Linked DNA regions of Sus scrofa: region 1 is linked to region 2. Evidence: chromatin contacts called from public HiChIP or PLAC-seq data. All regions are on one chromosome and are shown on one strand. The core of a region is the stretch at or near the end of the contact, and the rest is flanking DNA. Distances in the headings are between cores, read along the strand shown. Region 1 holds the start of ZNF605 (zinc finger protein 605). Region 2 holds the start of ZNF10 (zinc finger protein 10).

Region 1 (3,396 bases), core at 278-2,777, 110 kb before region 2:
AGTTTTCAGGAGGGGACAGTTCTCAGGAAAAGCTGTAAGCAGCTCAAGCTTCAGGTGGACCAAAGTTCAGGGAACTGGGGAAGGAGAGAAGCTTAAACGAAGTTTAGCTAACAAGCATTTTGATCAGTGGGGACAAACTGTTCAGCTAATCACTGATGAGGCAAAGGACGAGAGTTTGAGGGACTGATGTATATTTACCTGTGGCCTTGTCATAGTTAAACAAGAGAGTCCTGTGGGGAAGGGGGTTCTTTGCAGCACCACTAAGCAAGGCCAGGGATCAAACCTGCATCCTCATGGATACTAGTTGGGTTTGTTACCACTAAGCCACGATGGGAACTCCAGAGAGATTTCTTAACTGTCTTGTTTTCCAGGAGAGCAGGGCTCAGGTAAAACCCAACAATGTCACAACCAGCAATGCTTCCTGCTAATGAAATCCTCAGTCCTACCATTTTGAGCCCTCTAAATGCCCCCAAACAGACCCTCAGGGCCTGATCATTCATTCCATCAGGCCCAACTGCCAACCCAAAGGCACCCAAATCAGAGACCATTAGAGTCTTTGTGTTTGTGTATGTTTTTAAAGAAATTTTAAATTTTTAAATTTCTTTAAAGTATAGTTAATTTACAAAATTGTGCCAAATTTCTGCTGTACAGCAAAGCTACCCACTCATACATATATGTGCATTCTGTTTTTCTTTTCCTATACTATTTTCCATCGTGATCTATCCCAGGAGATTGGATATAGTTTACTGTGCTATGCAGTAGGAACTGGTGTCTTAATTATTCCTACAAACATCTCTCAACCTACGTCTCTAACGCACACACTCACCCCACACAGAGGGCAACCTCCCGGGCTGCCTCACTCCCAGAGCTGTTGACCCCCAAGTCTAGGACTCCCCTCAAAAGTCCCTCGCAGAGGCCCCCATCACCCAATTAGTTTCCTCCACCGGCTTCGTAACTACTCACTTCTCTCAAACCTCGGTATAGATTTTCACAGACATTCCAACATTCCGACTCTCCAGCGTTCTCACATTAAAAGCTCCACAGTTCCCCTTCACAGATCCCTCATCACCCACCACCACGGGAAGCCTTAACACTGACTCCCAAATCTCCCTCCCGAATCCCACAATCACCGCCCCCCCACCCCTACAGACCCCCCCCAGTCCTCCAAACGCTGCCCAGCAAATTCCGGCTCCCTCCTGCCTCCGCGCTCCAGCCGCCCACGCCCCGCCCCCCACCGCTCCCTTCCCACACGGCCCCCACGGCTACTCCGCCGCGGACCACCACCCCTCCAGCCTCACCCCCACCTGGACCGGGATCCGCGCCTGCTTCGCGCCCGGTTCCGGAGCCGGTCCGCGCTGGGGTCAGCACAGGCCCGGGTTGGACGAAGAGGCTAGAGCCGCGCCGTCCCGCACCCAACCCCAGCCGCACACGCTTACCCGCTGGCCCACAGCCCTGAGGCAGACTCAGCCGGGCCGAGGAAGCGGCTGCGCGGAACCACATTTCCCAGAGTCCCACTCGGTTTAGAACTACATTTCCCAGGGGACTCTGTGGCGCGCCTCCACGATCGACAGGTTTGAGGTTTCCTTTTGCAAAGCCCCACTTCACCTGCCTGGGGGAGCTTGTTCCAGACAGTGGGTTGTAGCCGGCTCTGCCCGCTCAAAATGTGTTCACCGTCCTTGCCATTTTTGAGCATAGAGCAAAGTAATTTATAAAATCAAAGTAATATAGGTAAGTTTTAGTGCCTCCTATACAACAGTGCCAACAAAAAGAATGACAATAGATGAAATGAGACATCTAGGGAGAAACAAAGTATAATTATGGAAAGAGAAGAAAATTAATGAAAATTAAAACAGAAATTGAGGAGGCAAAATAGAAAAAAATTGAACTTGATAAATCAGATTTTTTAAGTAAAATAAAAAAAACATACTAGAGATTTTTATCCAAAAGTGGGGAGAAACAGCAAACAATTAGTGATAAAAAACAGAATTAGCCATAAAGAACAACAACAAAAAAAATTGTGAAAGAATATATTGCTTAATTATATATAATAACTCTGTGCATTAAGTTATTAAATTTCAAACCTAAGAAAGTACACTACTTAAAGGAATAGTTAGGTAATAAAGAAGATATTTGTTATAGACTTAAAGCAGTTGTTTAAAATGCTTTTGGCAATACGTTTTAATTGGTGAATCTTCCACGTTATCAAAGGATATAGTCTTACCAAAAAAATTCAGGAAAAATCTGGACAGAACCCTGTTTGTTTGTTTTTGCAGAACCCTTTTCTTCACACAAAGATAGCAAATAGCTATACCATAACCAAAGGTAAATTTTAAAAAAAGGAGTTCCCGGAGTTCCCATCGTGGCTCAGTGGTTAACAAATCCAACCAGGAACCATGAGGTTGCCGATCCGATCCCTGGCCTTGCTCAGTGGGTTAAGGATCTGGCATTGCCATGAGCTGAAGTGTAGGTCCAAGACACAGCTCGGATCCCGCGTAGCTATATGGCTCTGGCATAGACCAGTGGCTACAGCTCCGATTAGACCCCTAGCCTGGGAACCTCCATGTGCCATGGGAGCAGCTCAAGAAAAGGCTAAAAGACTAAATAAATAAATAAATAAAGGGGTTCCCATCGTGGTTTAATGGTAATAAAGCTGGCTAGGATCCATGAGCATGCAAGTTTGATTCCTGGGTTAAGGAAAGGGCGTTGCAGTGAGCTGTGTTGTAGATTTGCAGACTCTGTTCCAATCTTGCGTTTCTGTGGTTGTGGCGTAGACAGGCAGCCCTATGTCTGATTCGAGCCATAGCCTGGGAACTTCATATGTGGTGGGTGTGGCCCTAAAAAGAAAAAATAAATAAAAAAAACAACTTTAAAGTAGTCTTAGTTATGATATTTATGTGAAAATTCTGAAAAAATAGCAAATGGAACCAAGCAATACATTGAAATATATATCATAACAAGTAGAAGCCATTTCTGGACTTTTATTTCACATACATTTTATTTTATTTTATAATGATTTTTATTTTTTTCCATTATAGCTATTTTACAGTATTGTGTCAATTTTCTGCTGCACAGCAAGATGATCCAGTCACACATACATGTATACATTCTTTTTTTCTCACACATTTCTGGACTTGATAAACTAACATAATTCACCTTGTCAGTAGATTAAAGGAGGAAACATGCTTCATCATCTCATTAAATAGTGAAAAAAAACCATTAAATAAATGCAACCTAGGAGTTCCCATCGTGGCACAGTGGTTAACGAACCCAACTAGGAACCATGAGGTTGTGGCGGGGGCGGGGGGGTGGTTTCCAATCCCTGGCCTCCCTCAGTGGGTTAAGGATCCTGCGTTGCCGTGAGCTGTAGTTCACAGACACAGCTTTGATCCCACACTG
Region 2 (3,230 bases), core at 464-2,963:
CTGTGGTGTAGATTGCAGACGCAGCTTGGATCCCGTGTTGCTGTGGCTCTGGCGTAGGCGGGAAGCTACAGCTCTGATTTGACCCCTAGCCTGGGAACTTCCATATGCTGCAGGAGCGGCCCTAGAAAAGGCAAAAAGAAAAAAAAAAAAAGTACAACTCTAAACATGGTTAGAAACAACAACGGAAAATATCTCAACAGAAAATATTACAACAGAAAAATTGTAATAAACTAATGGGAGTTCCTGTCATGGCGCAGTGGAAATGAATCTGACTAGAAACCATGAGGTAGTGGGTTTGATCCCTGGCCTCGCTCGGTAGGTTAAGGCTCTGGTGTTGCCATGATCTGTGGTATAGGTCACAGACACAGCTTGGATCTGGCATTGCTGTTGCTGTGGTGTAGGCCAGCAGCTGTAGCTCCAATTAGACCCCTTGCCTGGGAACCTCCATATGCTGTGGGTGCCGCCGCAAAAGGCAAAAAAAAAAAAAAAAAAGTAATAAACTAGTTAGACAAGCCGATCTACAGAATTTGAGATTACCAACAGGGCCTAATCAAAAAAAAAAAAAAAAAAAAAGAAAAAAAAGAAAAAAAAATTCAGCACATCTAATGGCCTATCAACAGAAATCTTTGCCTGATCTAGTTAGGAATGAGCTTTCCTAGTGCTGTGGGACAAAACCAGTCATGAAACGCTCCCAAACACTGACTGAATTAATGACCAAAAAGAGGTGCTCTGGACATAGAATGACAGTCTGTCATACTAACAAACAAAGGTCCTGCAGCCAGCATGCCATCAGCCACTGCAGCTGTCCACCCCCAAGGTGCACCCTGGGGGGATTCAGGATGGAGAAACACAGGACACTGGTCCTAGACAGTCAAGATGCAAATAAAAGGAATGATTTCAGTGAACCCAGACTCTTACATCTTACATAGAAAAGGGCTAAATATGTGAAATTTCAGATGTCAGCTTTTCCTTAATTAGTAGAAATCTTTTGATATTTTGACTACTGGGTCTTTGCTGCAAAAACCCCTATATATCCAGGCTCCTCCCTTACCTCTTCTGCCCCTGGGACCAATCTGAGATGCTGTACCCTGGGCTTACGTACTCATAAAGTTTGCGGAATAAAACACAATTCTCAACTTTTAGGTTATGCTTTTTTTTTTAGTTGACCAAGGTTAAGAAAGATTCAAGAAAAGTTCCTGGGCAAGGTAAAAAGTATCGCTGCTCCTCTTGCTCACAGAGTGAGGTCAAACCCCAGCTCCAGCCTCCTTCTTTCCGCGCTCCAGGCAAGGAAGCCAGCCTCCGCCAAGGCCACCCTCTCACCGCCCCCTTCAGGCAGGCGCCCCCCACCTTGGGGGACTCAAGCCCGACTACCGCGCGGGAGCCTAAGCTCTCCTCACCCCTCACCCTTCCACGTTTCCTCTACCTCCACGCGCCTAAGCTATGCGCTCACCTGTCCCCGGGGTACCTGTCTCTCGGGTCGGAACTACCGAGCCGCCGTGGGCAAGTAGGGAGAGCTCCCGGGGAAGGCGGAGGAACCAGGCCCGGATCGTGAGGAGGGGTACAGGCCGCGCACTCGCCGCTGGTGGGGAAAGAACCTGGACGACATCTCCCAGCAGCCCCTGCGCCGCCCGGAGAAGCGAGTCTGCGCCCTGCGTCAAGGCTTGCTCAGCTCGCGGGTCGTGATTGGCAGGGACGCGTGCGCGTGCGTGTGAGCGAGGGCCGGACGCGGCGTGGGACGCGGCGTGGGGAGGGCGTGGGCGCTAGGAGGCCGGGTGGGAGGGCGCAGCGGCCGCCGGTTCTGGACTGCGCGGGGCGTGGAGGCCTAGTCCGGAGCGCGCCGGCTGCGGCCCCTGCCATTGTGACGGCGTCGTCCCCGCCCCGGATCTCCCAGGTGCGGAGCCTCCGGGTGCTGATCGCAGGTACGCACGAAAGGGCCGGTTTCGTGCTCGCTTCTCCGAGACGTTGTACCCCTGTTTGTTAACCTCGTCGTTCTGGGCCGGCGGTCGTTTCACCGGCAAGTGGTTTTTTTTCTCTGACTTTCGCCCCCCCGGCCTGGGTGTACCCTGGTGCCCAGGAGTTCCCGCCGTCGCGTTAGTGGGACAGGACCCTAGTACTGGAATGTGCCGGGAGGTGGTGCGGAATTTGAACCGCTTGTTCTCAGCGATGCAGAATAACGTTCTCATATTCCGGTTTACCTTTTCTTTCCCAATTGGGACTAGATGTTTAAAAATTTGAGTATGCCCTTTCCAGCGGCTGCTGAACGTGATTATGCTCATTTTTGTTAGCGTAGGAACAGGGAATGTCTTATATTCCATCGTGGTCGTACTGGCTTTAAAAAGTACGTATATGTACTACCGGCTTTAACTGGCGGATGTTATAGAAGTTATATGCTGCAAACATTGAAGTAGGTCTACTTTAAATAAACTTGGTGGCCACAAGGGGCGGATCGTTTTCTATTTCTTCGTCTAGTCTAAAAATACTCATTTAAAAAAAATTTTCACTTAATGAAATTACTTTGACATTATTTTCCTCAAAATTTATCAGTTAGTGTTATCAATATTTCCAGTGTTTTAAGATTGAGTGGGTTTGTGTGTACTCTTTAAAAGAAACAAACTGCATCTCCAGCTCCTAGCTTCCTGATCTTCATTTGCTTGTTATTTATTTTTATATCAAGTAGATTAACTGGAGGTGTGTTTGTGTTTAACCCATTTTTGTTTTTCATAGACAGCTCATAATATGTTTTTATTTTCCCTTGACACTGGAGTAGTTAAACCAATCAACTTTGTACGTTAACATCTAGAATAAATGCCAGAAGAGAAGGTTGACATCAAAATTACATGGGTCCTATCGAAAGTATATGAAGAAGGTGAAGAATTTAAATTATACCTACACTGCACATACAGAATATATTGTTAAAGAAAAAAAAGGAAATAGAAGGGAAGATGGGTTATCATCCAATATGCTAGCTAAAAAGCCTCTTTCATGTTAGAGATGTTGGCAAGTTAACCACCTGGGAAATACACAACCCTTTCCTGCCCTTTTTTAAACCACCTCAACATTACACTAATTTTTCTCTATGACCTGACTAATCTCCTCTCGTTTCAATTAAAATTGTCCCTTGGAGTTCCCGTCATGGCTCAGTGGTAACAAACCCAACTAATATCCATGAGGATGTGGGTTTCATCTCTGGCCTCGATCAATGGGTTAAGGATCCAGTGTTGCTGTGAGCT

The links. HiChIP or PLAC-seq counts read pairs in DNA pulled down with a chosen protein or histone mark.
Region 1: a contact with region 2 is called in an H3K27ac HiChIP or PLAC-seq map of alveolar macrophages. The contact joins the promoter of ZNF605 here to the promoter of ZNF10 in region 2. A contact is called at or near these places in 1 of 5 promoter capture datasets (liver), 4 of 47 Hi-C or Micro-C datasets (heart right ventricle, liver and skeletal muscle) and 2 of 2 datasets of contacts at active chromatin or transcription factors (alveolar macrophages and skeletal muscle).

Annotation. Positions count from the first base shown.
Region 1 is chr14:22,612,210-22,615,605 of Sscrofa11.1, reverse strand. It overlaps ZNF605 (zinc finger protein 605), which reads right to left and starts at 1,527. Exons shown (of 6, transcript XM_013990316.2): 1 at 1,437-1,527.
Region 2 is chr14:22,501,129-22,504,358 of Sscrofa11.1, reverse strand. ZNF10 (zinc finger protein 10) reads left to right here and starts at 1,713. Exons shown (of 5, transcript XM_021072890.1): 1 at 1,713-1,919. It overlaps ZNF891 (zinc finger protein 891), which reads right to left and starts at 1,621. Exons shown (of 2, transcript XM_021072903.1): 1 at 1,451-1,621.